3 separate regions of the Mus musculus genome follow, and all the other regions are linked to region 2. Evidence: chromatin contacts called from public HiChIP or PLAC-seq and promoter capture Hi-C data. All regions are on one chromosome and are shown on one strand. Each heading gives the region's core, a stretch centred on a gene start, on an enhancer-like site or on the middle of the called end of the contact. The rest is flanking DNA. Distances are from core to core; before and after follow the strand shown.

Region 1 (4,388 bases), core at 1,613-4,112, 220 kb after region 2:
TTTTTTTCCTTTGGTTTTTTTACGAGACGGTTTTTCTCTGTATAGCCCTGGCTGTCCTGGAACTCACTCTGTAGACCAGGCTGGCCTCGAACTCAGAAATCAGCCTGCCTCTGCCTCCCGAGTGCTGGGATTAAAGGCGTGTGCCACCATGCCCAGAGTTCATCTAGATTCTTGATAGTTTTTTTTCCTTTAGGAGTGGTGGGGAAGGGTTGAAACAGGGTCTCTCTCTGTAGCCCTGGGTAGTCTGGAACTCACTTGGTAGGCCAGGCTGGCCTCAAACTCAGAGATGTACCTGTCTCTGACTGAGATTAAAAGTGTGCACCACCATGCTGGGCTTAATTTCGTTCTTGAATTCTCATCTACAGTTGAAGTTTGTTTACTATCTCACCTCTTGGGACGTGTAGTGTCTGGAACACATGTGGATGTAATTAACAAACCAGTGAAGTCCAGAGCTAGAAGCAGCCTCGGCTCTTTCAGGCACCAGCGACTTGTTACAGATACATTCATTCCCGTATACCTTCATTGTGAAAGAGGTAGGTGAGCAGAGGGCATTAAGGAATTGGTTTGTAATCCCTACACTGGTTTGGCTGCCTCAGTTTTTAGATTGGACATTGGACAGGTAAGATGGCATTTTTATCTGTAGTTGTAAGTAATTCAGCTCAAAGCTAATGGGGAGACCTGAGTGACTTTTTTTGTTTTTTCGAGACAGGGTTTCTCTGTATAGCCCTGGCTGTTCTGGAATTCACTTTGTAGACCAGGCTGGCCTCAAACTCAGAAATCCAACTGCCTCTGCCTCCCAAGTGCTGGGATTAAAGGTATGTGCCACCCACGCCCAGCAGGATGTACTCTTTAACTATTGATTCATCTTTGTAGCTCTGTAGATGCCTTTTAACATTACCTGTTTCTGTGACTGTTGGGACATGCGTGTACTCTACCTCCTTAGGCTCTGGCTCTGTTAAACTTGACTATGACTGTAAGCTGGAGTGAACCCAAGACACCAGGGTCTACTTCCCTTTTTGTCCTTTGGCTCTGAGTTGGGAAATGGGTCTTGAGAAAGCTGCAGTATTAGCCAAGCATGGTCGAGCACGCCTTTAATCCCAGCACTCAGGAGGCAGAGGCAGACGGATTTCTGAGGCCAACCTGGTCTACAGAGTGAGCTCCAGGATAGCCAGGGCTACACAGAGAAACCCTGTCTAGAAAAAAACCAAACCAACCAACCAAATAAACAAACAAAAAGAAAGCTGCTGTATGTGCTGTATAGGTGCCCAGTTTAGGAAGAAGCTACATCGGCCTCTTAGGGTTAGCTCTGGCTTGTGATCAGGTGGTGAAAACACAGCAGTGTATTTTCAGGCTACCAACCAATACCCTTCCCTTAGAATGGGGGCTTCTCTCTCCAGCCTGTCCTTGAGTTCCTGGTCTTCCAAAGAACAGATGCTGTCACCTTGGTTCTTTTGAACCCATTAGCAACATTCCTTGGATCCTTCATCCTGTCTCATGATTTGCTTGTGTTTTGTTTTCTTGGTGGGGTCAGGCTCCTGATGTGTCGCCAACAGGGTAACATGGAGTTCTTAGTGACCAAGCAAAGTGGTCTGGATAGACAGAGGATTTTTTTTCTCTTTTTTTTTTTTTTTTGGTTTGTTTTGTTTTTCGAGACAGGGTTTCTCTGTCTCCTGGAAGTCCTGGAGCTCACTCTTTAGACCAGGCTGGCCTTGAACTCAGAAATCTGCTGTCTCTGCCTCCCAAGTGCAGAGATTAAAGGCACGTGCCACCACTGCCCAGTTTAGACAGGGGCTTTAATCAAGAAGCTTAGCCTGGTTTTATCAGTCATCTCCAGGAGGTGGGGTGAGGCTAAGAGGGCAAAACAGAAGTATTAAAGAGTCTTCTGACTAGGAAGATAGGGGTGTTTGCAGCCATTTTCCTTTTCTGTGGTTCTGTGGGTTGGTAGCAGAGCCATTTGCCCAGCACAGGCGGGACGGAGAGGCGTTACTTCAAATATTTGTGTCACCCAGGAAACTGAAAAGGATATTGAAAGTAAAGGGGAAGGGGTGGGAAGATTATTTACAGTCTGGCCATTTAGGAAAATTACGTTTCGCCAGTTATCTTTCAATAAAAATTAAAGTTGGAAGGTGAGCTGGCTCCGTGGGTCGCTAAACCTGAGAGAATCTGATTTCAAGGCCCCCATGGTGGAAGAACTGACTCCAGAAAGCTGCTTCTCTCCTCCACACCCATGTCGTGGCTCATCCCTCCTCAACACAAATAAACAAACAAAAATAGTTGCCCTGTCTGCTCCAACAAAACAAGTAAACCTGGAAATCAAAAAAAGAAAACCCTCACGATTCTGTTTTTAAAAATACCTCTCTGTACACGTGAGGTTAACCTCTCCAACTATGGGCCCACCTTAGATGAGTGTTTAGAGTTTCAATAAAAACCTAGTTACCTTCCAACCAACTTTGGGATAAGTGGCTTCCTCTGAGACACAGCTAACTCATTGAACAAGAGAGGAGTGGGTTTCGCCCCCGTGGGTTGATGCTAGAGGAGCAGAGCTGGTAGCCAGGGCGCCTAAAGGGAGTAGGCTTTGGACTAGGGGCCTAGGGAGGGGCTGCTGGGACAAGCCAGCCAGCTCCAAGCTAAACCAGGCTCCCATGGAGGCGGGGTCAGGCTCCATAGGCCACATACACTTAGGCGGGGCCAAGCCAGCTGGGACCCAGCTACAACCGAGACCTGATCCTTGCCTGGCGCCAACTCCGTGTTCCAGAGGCTTCCGCTAGACCACAATTCTCAGGGGCTCACCCGGACCGCCTCCCTCCCTAACTTAGCCTCTCCTCCCGCGCTGCGAGCCGTGGCTGCGCCTCTGCGAATGGCATTCTGGGAAATGTAGTTCTAGCTAAGCTCACTAAGGCGTATAAGGAGCATACTGGGACTACGTTTCCCTGAGTGCAGCGGGACGGGCGAGGGAAGGCAAGGGGGAAGGGACAGTCGGTCGCAGACCGCGCTGGGTTGCCGCCGCCGCTGCCGCCATCGTGCCAGCCCCACGGGTGAGTGTTGGGGCCAGCGCTCCGGGGCGGGGGCTGGGCCGCAGGAGCCGCGCTCTAGGCCGCCGGGAGCTTCTGCTTCGAGGCCCTGGGAGGCCCCTCCCCTCTTCACACCCCCACGGCGGCCCGAAGAGGCACGGGGCCCGCACCATGTGTCGCGCGCGGCTCCGCCTACCGCGGATTGTCTGCGGCCGCGGCCCGGGGAATGCTGAGAGCCTGATGGACGGCTGTCCGGGCCACCCTGTGTCTTGGCTGATGGCCAGATCTTTTTCTTTTGTCCGGACGATCAGGATAGCTCTCAGGGCCCGGCCCTGTGTGGCCTTGCCTGGCTTGCTCGAATCCTGCAACCTCTGCAGGCAGGTTGGCGGGCCGATCCCAGACCCACGTCCCACCACCCGCCGGCGAAGATCCGGGGATGGGCAACGCCACCCAGCTCGCTCCAGAGCCAGCATGGGTAAGGGTGGCCCTCCTGCCGCTGCTGGGGCTTGGGACCATTGCCCGGTTCCAAACCATAGCCCGGCTAGGATGTAGGTGAACGCTTCTCTGCTTGATTGCCTGCTGGGAGTGCACGAAACTTAACCTCTACCTCGGTAGAACCGGTGCTGCAGTGTCCAGCATGGAGGACAAGGGCAGGGATTCTGGGGTGGGAGGGGATGCCTCGTGGGACTTTACCTCTAGCTAGTCCTGGAAAATAAGGACCTAGTATCTTTGGAGAGGCAGCTCCAATCTTATCCATGACTAGACTCCAGCTCTGGGGTGGGTTGTGTGAGCCTCCAGTGTTTTTGTTAGATTTCTCAGTCAGGGCCCAATTCTAAAGTACGTTAGAACCTCCTAGAGTTAGCAGGAAGATGACTCCTTACTGAAGTGATGAGGTCGGATTTAATTCATGAAGAAATGGACTCCATGCTTGAGGTTTTTGAGCCCAGAGAAGGTGGAAGGGGCCTTGTGCCTATGGCACTGGCTTAGACTGTTTTTGCCTTTTGAAGTTGTTTTGTAGATCTAGAACTAGAAGTCACGATGTCTGCTTTCTCTTCACGTGTGCTAGGGCTGCCTGTGAACAGTCAAGAAGCTGGATGGGTCTAGAGAAAGTACCTTAGCAATGGCACCTCAGGTCATCCATCACCTTGAATTCCTGGAGATGTAGTGTATTTGACTAGTTACTAGTAGGCAGGCTTTGAGAATGCACTTCTGTTTTGAGTGATGATTAGGAACTAGTGGAGAAAAGCTCCCAGGACTTGGCAGAAAGCATCTCTTGTCAGGTTGAATTCTCTGGTCTGTTGCTGGCTTCTGTGTCACAGTTCTTAAAAGGCCTAAGAGGTCCCAGAGACCTGGGCAAGCAGAGTGCCCAGTCTCTTA
Region 2 (4,795 bases), core at 1,954-4,453:
ACTGAGCCATCTCTCCAGTCCAACAAATCTGCTCTTATTTTTCGGTTCTGAGGATTAAATCCAGGGCGTCAAACATGTGAGGCAGTCTGCTACTGAGCTGTACTCCTTAGACTCTACTCTTATTATCCTGTCCCCATCATGTGTGTCTTCCCTCTCAGCCTGTCTCTTTCTAGCTTGAAACGGCTTGTTCTTTGGTTTGGCTTTCCTTTAAGACATCAGGATTTCCTATAGGAAAGAAAACATCCTTTAGTTCTTTCCTATGTGTTTTCAGCATTTTCTCAGCTGATAGAACAGCACAGAGGTTTTTTTGTTTTCCAGAAAGCAGTCCTAAGGTTACTTGGACCCTATTCCTGGCTTCTGATACCTCAGAGGTCATACATAGTAACTACAGCTGAAGTGTTTTTATTTTTTTTCTCCCTTCTTTCCAAAGACAATGCCTTTATTTGCCCACACATCAGCTATTATTGTAAATTACTTTCAAGGTGATCTGAGGTAAAGTTTCAAATATTTCACACATTTAAAAAACAGTATTTAATATACAGCAAGTAACTAGGGCTAAGAGTGAAAAACTTGGTGTCCAGATATTGAGAAACCAAACTATCCCTTTTTTCATGTCTGTATTTCAAGAAGCTGAATGCAGACCAGAAAAGTGGCTTGATGGTTAGTAGCACTGGCTGCTCTTCCAGAGGACCTAGGGTTAGCATCCACATGGTGGATTATCACATTCTGTTAACTCCAGTTCCAAGGGATGTACCTCCCCTCTTCTGGCCTCCATGGGCACTGCATACACGTGGTACACAGACACACATATGTAGGCAAAACACTCTATAGATAAAAAACACACATACTTTAAAAGCTGAATGCTACTGGAGAAAAAACACAGACTGGGTCATCTGGTTTAACTTTACACTAATGATCACAAGCCTTAAATGGGCACCCTATCCCAGCAGGGCTGTCCTACTAACTCAGGTTTCTTCCCTCCTACATTTGCACACCCCTGCATACCCCTTCACCTCGTTACCCTTATAATCAATGGGGCCTTCCTTTCCAAGGCCATTTCTCCTGGTTCTCATACATCCTCCCGCCAATTTCAGTCTTTTAAGGTCAAGCAAGCTTCCCTTTCCCTGCATCACTTCTGATAGTTCATAAAAATGCTTGGGAATAATAGCATCCTTTTTTTTTTTTTTTTTTTTTTTTTTTTTTTGAGACAGGGTTTCTCTGTATATCCTTGGCTGTCCTCGAACTCATGCTGTAGACCAGGCTGGCCTCGAACTCAGAAATCCTCCTGCCTCTGCCTCCCAAGTGCTGAGATTAAAGGCATGTGCCACCATTGTCTGGCAATATCATCTCTTTTAGTTAGGTTGTGTGTGTGTGTGTGTGTGTGTGTGTGTGTGTGTGTGTGTGTGTGACGGGTTTCTCTGTGTAGCACTGGCTATAAGTAACTCTGTAGAACAGGCTGGCTTTAAACTCAAAGTGATCTGGCTGCCTCTATCTCCCAAGTGTTAGGATTAAATGTGTAAGCCATCACCACTTGACCCCCTCTACCACCTTTTAAAACATCCCCAGAGTTGAGATGATGCTCAAGGGCAGAGACCATGGCTTTGGGTTGGATTCATACCGCCCAAAGGGAGACAGAACAAAACTCCCCCCTGACCTCACATCCTTCTGCACCTATTCCCCAATGTCTGCTCTACCCACAGCAGAACTCAGGCTGCCTTCATGCACTGTCTCTATTTCCTTACTCTCCTGTTTACTTTTTAACCCATTCTACTCAGGTTAACCTCTTCAGTTAATCCATATGAGTCAAGCTAAAGTCACCATGATCTTTCCCAGCTATCTCCAAGGTAATAAACTCAATAGCTAAGCCTCTGGCTGAACTGTACCGGAACTCTCAGCATCTGAAAACCAGAAACCTCTCTTCCTGCCTCAAACTTACTTCTGGTCTTGGATTCTACAATCCAACAGTCTAGACTTGTCTTTCTGTTTACTTCCTTGTCTATTATCCTCTTTCTAATCTTGGACTTTCTCTTCTATCTTTCCTCTAAGTCCAGTCATGGAGGGAAGCTCCACAACAGTGGGTGAATGGACTCAAGATGTTTAAACACATTTGCCTTAGTTACTGACATCTGAACAGTGGGATCTTACATGCTTCTAACTTTCCGATTCTTTTGGGGGGAATAAACAATATCTATTGATAATGGACCAGCATACCCACAACACAGCCCAGATGTATATGAATAGGGCAGAAGCTTGCTGCCAGGTGCATTTGTTATCCAAACAGCTAAAGCAAGAGAACTGGGACTACAATCCCGAGTCACATTCCAAGGCTATGGGGGGCGGGGAGAGAAGATGATTAGAACACCTGCCAATAGGGTCTTCCCGGGAAAGGGAAGGGATTAAGTACCACCGACTGGGAACCGAAATAAAAAGAACAGTCTTAAAAACTTAGACGTTCACGGTGCCAAATACAGCTAAACACGACTGCTGTGGTGTGGTCTGCTATATCTCCGGACTGAGGTGACTCTGTCCCGATTCTCTTAATTTCACATTCGGTTTTCTAAGGCCCTTTTCTTGGGAGGAAGACTACTAAGATCCCCGGGCGAAGCCCCTAGCAGTCGATCTTGAGCACTGGGCAAGTGTCGGAGAAGTGAGAGAGTGCGGGAACTCACTGCATTTGACTCGGCGGCGGGACAGGGTGCAGAGCTAACCCCGGGTGGGAGGAGACCGGGCAGGGTAGAACCCTGGCGCTTCCTCAACCCCCACGGCCCCAGCCCCGCGCGCTTACTTCAGCTCCCCGTCGTCCTCCCGCCCTTCGCAGCTTGGAGGGAAAATGAGCGAGCTAAGGAAATCAGGGCAACTAGGCGGAGACCCGATCGCCCAGAAGCCGCCAGCCTCCGCCCAGGGAAGCCCCACCCCAATGGGAACCAGGCCGCCTCCGCGCCGCCGGCAGAGCCCACGCGCGACCCGGCGAGGGCGCGGGAGGGCGCGTGCGGCGTGACGCCGCGCCTCGCGGCGCATCCCCGTGACGCCATCGCGCCGGCTTTTGAAAGTTGGCGCCCGGGGCCGCCTCCCATGCTGCCCTGCGCCAACCCCTCCCCTCACCTTTCCTCCCCCGCCCTCGTCGCCGCCGGCCGGCCCCCCCCACCCGACTCTTCCCTTATCAGCACCCGCGGCCCCGGCAGCGCCGACGCAGGCGCACTGCACCGCGCCGCCGCCATTTTGTGTCCGAGCCTGTGGAGCGATTAAACCGTGCGCGGAGCTGCTTCTTTGGCGGCAGCGGCGACCAGCAGCAGCCGGTGCGGGCGCGCGGAGCCGGCCGGGGACGCCAGGTGGCCGGAGCGGTGGAGCGGCGGCGGAGCGGGCGCCGCGGGGGGTGTGGCGCGAAGGTAAAGGGGGCCCGGGGTGGAGGAGGTTTCGCGGGCCGCCTCTAGGTGTCACGATGGGGCCGCTCCGGTCGGCGCTGGCTGCAGCCCGGCGCCAGCGCCAGCGCCGCCGCCGGGGGGTGTTTGTCTCCCTCTACCGTCCCTGCTGCGGCGCGGCCGCCGCCATTGCCCGGCGCCGCCGCCAGGGCCTGGCCAACCCCCTCCACGCCCGCCCGCCCGCCCGCTAAGCTTCCCTCCTCCCAACATGGTAGGCCTCTGGCGGCGGTGGCGACAGAGGCCTGCGCGCTCGGCGACTCCATTTTCCTTCCTTTGTCTCTACCCTCGAGGCCGGCTTTTGGCCCGGCTGATCTTCGGGCCACGGCCCGCCCTCTGCCCCTCCCGCGACGGATACCCCTTACCGAGTCTGGACCCTCTGAGGCTCGGTTGCCGCCGCTTGCTTCGCCTAGGGGTTCTGAACCCTCGGCCGGCCGCTTAGCCAGGTCCCGGAACCGTGTGGGTGTCGGGTCCCGACCGACGCGCCTCAGACTCCCCATCTTCAAGTCCAGCCGGTCCCGGAACCTACCCGATCTCCCTGCGTTGCTTCTCCAGCAGCTGGGGTGCTCTCTAGTCTCTCGTAGTCCGATCGTCCCCGCTGCCGGTCTCCGTCGCCGCCGAGTGTCGCAGGCGGCGCTGCTGTGGCTGCGAGCAGAGGGGACCCCTGAGCTGCCGAGAGCTCCCTCTGCAAGGCTGGCTGAGCTGCTCGCGCCTCGACGCCGCCCGAGCGGGCGGGGGAACGCGCGCTCGCCGCCCCCGCCGGGCCCCGCTGCGCCCCCAAACTCACGCCAGGGCATCGCGCGGGACCCGACCGGTGCGGCCCCCAATGGTGCGCGGAAAAAGACACGAATTCCTGCACCAAAGTAGTTTTTCTCCAGCTGTATTCGCACTCTTTCAGCCCCTTGAAACGATAGCAGTCAGACTTGGTGCGCTCAGAAATCTCAAAAGGGACTGAAACTTAATTTCACTCTCATCTCAAGTGATGTGATAAACTCATAAATTCGGGAGCATGGGCTGGTTGCGATGGTACAGGCGACGCTGGAGTTTGCCTCCTATTTAAAATGTCCTGACGCTAACTTTGCACTCCACTTAGGACCTGATGCTCTAGGGCTAGGCTAAGACAGTTCAGCCCCTCTCTAGAGATCGTGCAAACCGATCTAATGCGCCAATAGGGTAGAATGAACTTATTCATGACTGGACTGGTAATTTGACTGTTGGATGAAATGTGAGGGTTGATGTTGTAATTGGATCCTGGGTCACTTGCAGCAGATGGTTTATAAATTTCTGTGCCTAATGTAACTACTCTTTAGTATCTGACTTCCTGTATTGAGTTTAGCATTAAGTAAACATTAGCAAAGAGACTTAATACTTTTTTGGAG
Region 3 (4,474 bases), core at 1,559-4,058, 190 kb after region 2:
TATCTAAAAGCTTAAAAACACACACTCAGGTCCACATGAATGCCACTGGTAGGATTTGCAATCCTCCCATAATAGACCTAAGAAAACCTATCCCTTAGCTGGGTGATGGTAGTGCTGATCGCACACACCTTTAATCCCAGCATTCAGGAGGCAGAAGTAGAGGCAGGTAGATCTCTCTGAGTTCAAGACCAGCCTGGTCTATGGAGCAAGCTCCGGAACAGTCAGGGCTACACAGAGAAACCCCACGAAAGAAAGAAAGAAAGAAAGAAAGAAAGAGAGAGAGAGAGAGAGAGAGAGAGAGAGAGAGGAAGGAAGGAAGGAAGGAAGGAAGGGAGAGAGAGAGAGAGAGAGAGAGAGAAAGAGAAAGAGAGGAAAAAAAAAAGAAGGGAAAAAAAGAAAGCTTGTCCCAAAATAGTTACAGTCACATTCTGGAGTAGCTTGGGACATCTGCTTTGTGACAATTACTAGATGGATTAAGGAGACTGGAGGAATAAGGAAGAGAAGGACAAATGTCCCCTCTGATACCTTGTGTCTGCTTAGGTCACCCTAAAATAGGGAGTCTCCCTAATGCTGACTTTAATAAGACCTTCCTAAAGCTGGTCCAACTGGTGTTCAAGTCCTTGGACTGAAAAACAAGTTTATGAGCAGCAAGGTCACCTGACTTTGACTGTGTGAACACTGTTTATCCAGATGACAGTGGCTGCCACAGCTTTGAAGAGAGCTGCGCAGACTCTGCTGTCCCTTTGAAGCTTCCTGATGCCTCTCCTTGTCTCAGTGCCATAAAAAGGAACCTCAACCTCGAAAACAAGGGAAGTCACAAACACCACATGCTAGCAGGGGAAACCCCACTTGCCCTTTGAATTGTTAATGTAACCTTGTTACTTACAACCCCGATCTATGACTATCTAATTACAATACAAAAAAAAGTGCCCTCCGCTCCACCTATAATGTGCCCACTGCTCTCAAAGCCCACTCACTGTTCAGACCAGATCGTGTCTCTAGTCAGAGGAGTGGTAGCCCGGATCCAAGTAGGTCAGCAGGCTAATATCAGTCCCTGATACTAGTTCAGGAGCTTCAAACACTGACAACGGGGAACATCAGTCCTATGTTGAGGAGGGAAAGGGATAGTTAAGTAGGCTTACCCATCTCTTCCTTTGCTGACAATCTTTACTTCAAAATAGTAAATACCACAGGCTGCTGGGATGGGGTGGGTGGCACGTACAGAGGCTGCATCTTTGTGATTTTTGCCATGACCTGATGTAAGAAGCCAAGGAAGGAATGTCAACACCAGAAAAACGCAAATGAAGGCCTCCTTTTTCTCTACGCCATGGTAAATTCAACCCTCCCTGGCCAGAAGAAGTTCTTGTACTCTCTGAGGAATAATAAGACAACTGAGTAAACACTTAAGCCTCCCGCCTTTAGATCATCTCCACCCCAGACCAACAGTCCTGACAGAGATATTGTCCTCCACAACAAACAAAACAAGGTAGATACAGGCAACAGAAGTGTGTGAGAGACACTGAATACTGTTGTCCGTCTCTCCAGAATCCAAACAGCCCAGCCTGGAGCCCAGGGGAAGGAAGTGGCAAAAATGGAAGTCACCAACAACAACTTTAGCACACAGCGCCTAGCCCAGTCCCGGGATGACTGGCAGCCAGGCAGCCCATGCACTTACTGTGGCAATGTTACCACCTCTTTTTGCAAAAAAAAGACTGAAACTAAGCCGTGGTAAAGGGCCTAGCATAAATTGGAGCCAGCTCAGGAAAGAAGGGTGGCCCTGAAGTGGAAGGTCCTGTCTAGTTTTGGACATTTAATGCAGTTGTCTCTGAGTCTAATATTTAGGAACAGAGCAAAGGAAGCAGGGTAAACCCCGGCCTGACCAACCCCTCTACTCTGGACGTTCCGCTGGGCTAAGGCCCAACTCTCAGAAAACCCGGGCAAAGAAAGGGAAAATGGGCACAGCCTCCCTGCAGACGCAGTAAACTTGTCTCCCAGCGGCCAGACCCGCTGATACCTTTGTAATGGACACGGAGGTTTCCCTGGGAGAGGCCGATGTAGTTGTACTTGTCCTTGGGGCTCCAGGAGCGCGGCAGCGGCGTCTCGTGCTGATTAACCGCAGGGTACAAGCGCTGCAGGCGCCGACTCAGTTCCTGCTCTCCAGGTGACGGTAGCCCGCCCCCGGAGTCCCCACCGGAGGAGTCCCCAGCCTGCGGGTTCCCAGCTCCCGGGTCTGCCGTCGCCGCCGCCATCTTGGAGGGAGCTGCTATTGTGTCACTGGGGGCGGGGAGGAGTGCAACCAGATTTGCCTTGCTCAGCCAATGGGCCGTGAGCATCCCAGGGTCGTAGGGAAACTGAGTCCGAGTCCCGGCAACCTTTCTCTGGACACTACTATACTTCGCCAGATTTAGACTACATATCCCACAATGCATAGCGCTGTAGAAGCCGGCCAACGAGGGTTCCTGGAGAACTTCGGAAGATGTAGTACATCACTGCTCACTCACAAGCCAGTACAACGAAGACTCCGAACCACTGAGAACTACCATTCCCGACTGGCCAAGTGGCCAGACCTCGAAGCTCGCCTTCCTCGTCCACGGTCTCACTTTATTCTTCTGCCTCAGTTCTGTAGCTAATATCAAATTTGCTGTATTGACTGGTTCTCAGAATACCCCATCCCCAGCTCCAGGTCTACTTTTACTGCTTGGCCTTTCTCCAGAGTGCTCACGGGGGCGGGGGCTGGAGGCGTGGCTCAACTGTGAGCCCGCCCTCAACGCAGAGGCTGCTGGGGTCTGGTCCCTATGGCAACGGACTGTACACTACCGCAACGGCTCAATCCTGCATCTGCTCCAAAGTCATGGCCAACCTACAGGAGCGTAAAAGTTTCTCCAAGCCAAGGTAGCACCTGGCCGGGCTGAGGGCGGGGAAGACTTGAATATTTCCAAAAAGAAAAATGACACTGATTCCGATCGCTGCACTGTCTGTTCTTTGGGTAGGACTTCAGCGCCGCAGAATCAGCGATACAGTTGTAATAGAATTGGGGCTGACTCGTCAGTCCAGTAAGAACGTTACAAGCTGCCAAAAGTGCAGGTGTACTTTATCGTAGATAGATGATCTTAGCTAGACACTAAAAAACGAAGTGCCTTATTATAATTATATGTGAAATTCTCACAACTCCTGTTTATAAGAAGCATTCAGTTTCCCACCTGCTCATTCCCAGTAGTGGAAGAAGGGCGAGAGAGGTGATTTCATTCTCAACTCTAATCTTTCAAGGTCTGCTGCCTTGGTAGAAAAAGGCTACAAAAGGACAGCCTGTTGAACAGTGAGAGTTGCAGGACAGTCAGGGCTATATGGAGAGACCCATCTTAAAATAAATGAATTAAAATAATAATAATAAGCCTACAGAGGTTCCAAGGACAGAAAATACCAATGTTATGATTGTCCCTGAAGGAAAAAAAAAGTCTCCGAGAAACAGGCAGCAGCAGGTTGAAAGAGACAACTGTTTCCCATCAAAGGCATAATCCAGGAAAATTACTGTCTATGAAAAAATATGTAATAGGGCTGGGGCTGTAGCTAGAACATGCCAGGACCTGGTTTGATCCCCAGCAACACACAGAATATGAAACAGACTCAGAATCTTCATTCATTAGGAAGGGAGCACAATGTAGTTTTTATAAGCTGAGTTTGATGGTTATGTGACATATTAATTCACAGTTCATGTAGTGACACACTGTTTCCCTTATAGAGATGCAGTGTGGGTTTTCTCCCTCAGACGTTAGAGAGGGTCAACAAGATGGACAGATCAGAGCTTAGCACAGTAGAATGTAAGCAGAACCTGATAAAAGAGACCTTAGAGTTTTATATTTCCTTGGAGAATGTTTCTCCTCCTATGTATGGGCTTTTCTCCCTTTGTTCTCATATCCCTGCTTGCTACTTTAATGGGTTGTCTGTGAAGGTCATTCAATACTAGGAAATTCTCCTGAGCACACATTGCCTGCAGCCATTTATAACACCGAGTTTTCACCACCATTGAGATATAAATGTAAATATTTTGCATTCCTCCTTGAGGTTTGGTGTTAAATCACTTTTTAAAAAATAGGAGTCTAGGTTGTGTGGTGATGGCGCACGCCTTTGAACCCAGCACTTGGGAGGCAGAGGCAGGCAGATTTCTGAGTTCGAGGCCAGCCTGGTCTACAGAGTTACAGAGTGAGTTCCAAGACAGCCAGGACTATACAGAGAAACCCTCTCTTGAAAAACCAAAAAAAAAAAAAAAAAAAAAAAAGGAGTCAAGGGGGCTGGAGAGATGGCTCAGTGGTTAAGAGCACTGACTGCTCTTCCAGAGGTCCTGAGTTCAATTCCCAGCAACCCCATGGTGGTTCACAACCATCTGTCATGAGATCTGATGCCCTCTTCTGGTGTGTCTGAAGACAGCTACAGTGTACTCATAAAATAAATGTTTAAATAAATAAATAAATAAATA

What was found. HiChIP or PLAC-seq counts read pairs in DNA pulled down with a chosen protein or histone mark. Capture Hi-C pulls out chosen DNA fragments and counts their contacts.
Region 1: an H3K4me3 HiChIP or PLAC-seq map of the SCID.adh cell line shows a contact between it and region 2, with 30 read pairs. The contact joins the promoter of Nutf2 here to the promoter of Ctcf in region 2. A contact is called at or near these places in 21 of 39 promoter capture datasets (the 3T3-L1 cell line, 3T3-L1-derived adipocytes, the C10 cell line and 14 more), 1 of 15 datasets of contacts at CTCF or cohesin (embryonic stem cells), 20 of 484 Hi-C or Micro-C datasets (CD4 T cells, the G1E-ER4 cell line, the HPC-7 cell line and 13 more), 36 of 115 datasets of contacts at active chromatin or transcription factors (the 230-238 cell line, CD4 single positive thymocytes, CD8 T cells and 24 more) and 4 of 9 other capture datasets (adipose tissue, liver, macrophages and 1 more).
Region 3: a promoter capture Hi-C map of liver shows a contact between it and region 2. The contact joins the promoter of Tsnaxip1 here to the promoter of Ctcf in region 2. A contact is called at or near these places in 21 of 39 promoter capture datasets (the 3T3-L1 cell line, 3T3-L1-derived adipocytes, the C10 cell line and 15 more), 1 of 15 datasets of contacts at CTCF or cohesin (the NIH/3T3 cell line), 17 of 484 Hi-C or Micro-C datasets (B cells, CD4 T cells, CD8 T cells and 9 more), 21 of 115 datasets of contacts at active chromatin or transcription factors (the 230-238 cell line, the SCID.adh cell line, astrocytes and 16 more) and 4 of 9 other capture datasets (adipose tissue, liver, macrophages and 1 more).

Annotation. Positions count from the first base shown.
Region 1 is chr8:105,857,671-105,862,058 of GRCm38.p6, forward strand. Nutf2 (nuclear transport factor 2) reads left to right here and starts at 2,863. Exons shown (of 5, transcript NM_026532.4): 1 at 2,863-3,035.
Region 2 is chr8:105,633,335-105,638,129 of GRCm38.p6, forward strand. It overlaps Ctcf (CCCTC-binding factor), which reads left to right and starts at 3,204. Exons shown (of 12, transcript NM_181322.3): 1 at 3,204-3,386. Gm5914 (predicted gene 5914) reads right to left here and starts at 4,140. Exons shown (of 2, transcript NR_151742.1): 1 at 3,946-4,140.
Region 3 is chr8:105,824,936-105,829,409 of GRCm38.p6, forward strand. It overlaps Tsnaxip1 (translin-associated factor X (Tsnax) interacting protein 1), which reads left to right and starts at 2,809. Exons shown (of 16, transcript NM_024445.4): 1 at 2,809-2,892. The coding sequence starts at 2,852. Ranbp10 (RAN binding protein 10) reads right to left here and starts at 2,273. Exons shown (of 14, transcript NM_145824.5): 1 at 2,015-2,273; 2 at 1,143-1,254. The coding sequence starts at 2,249.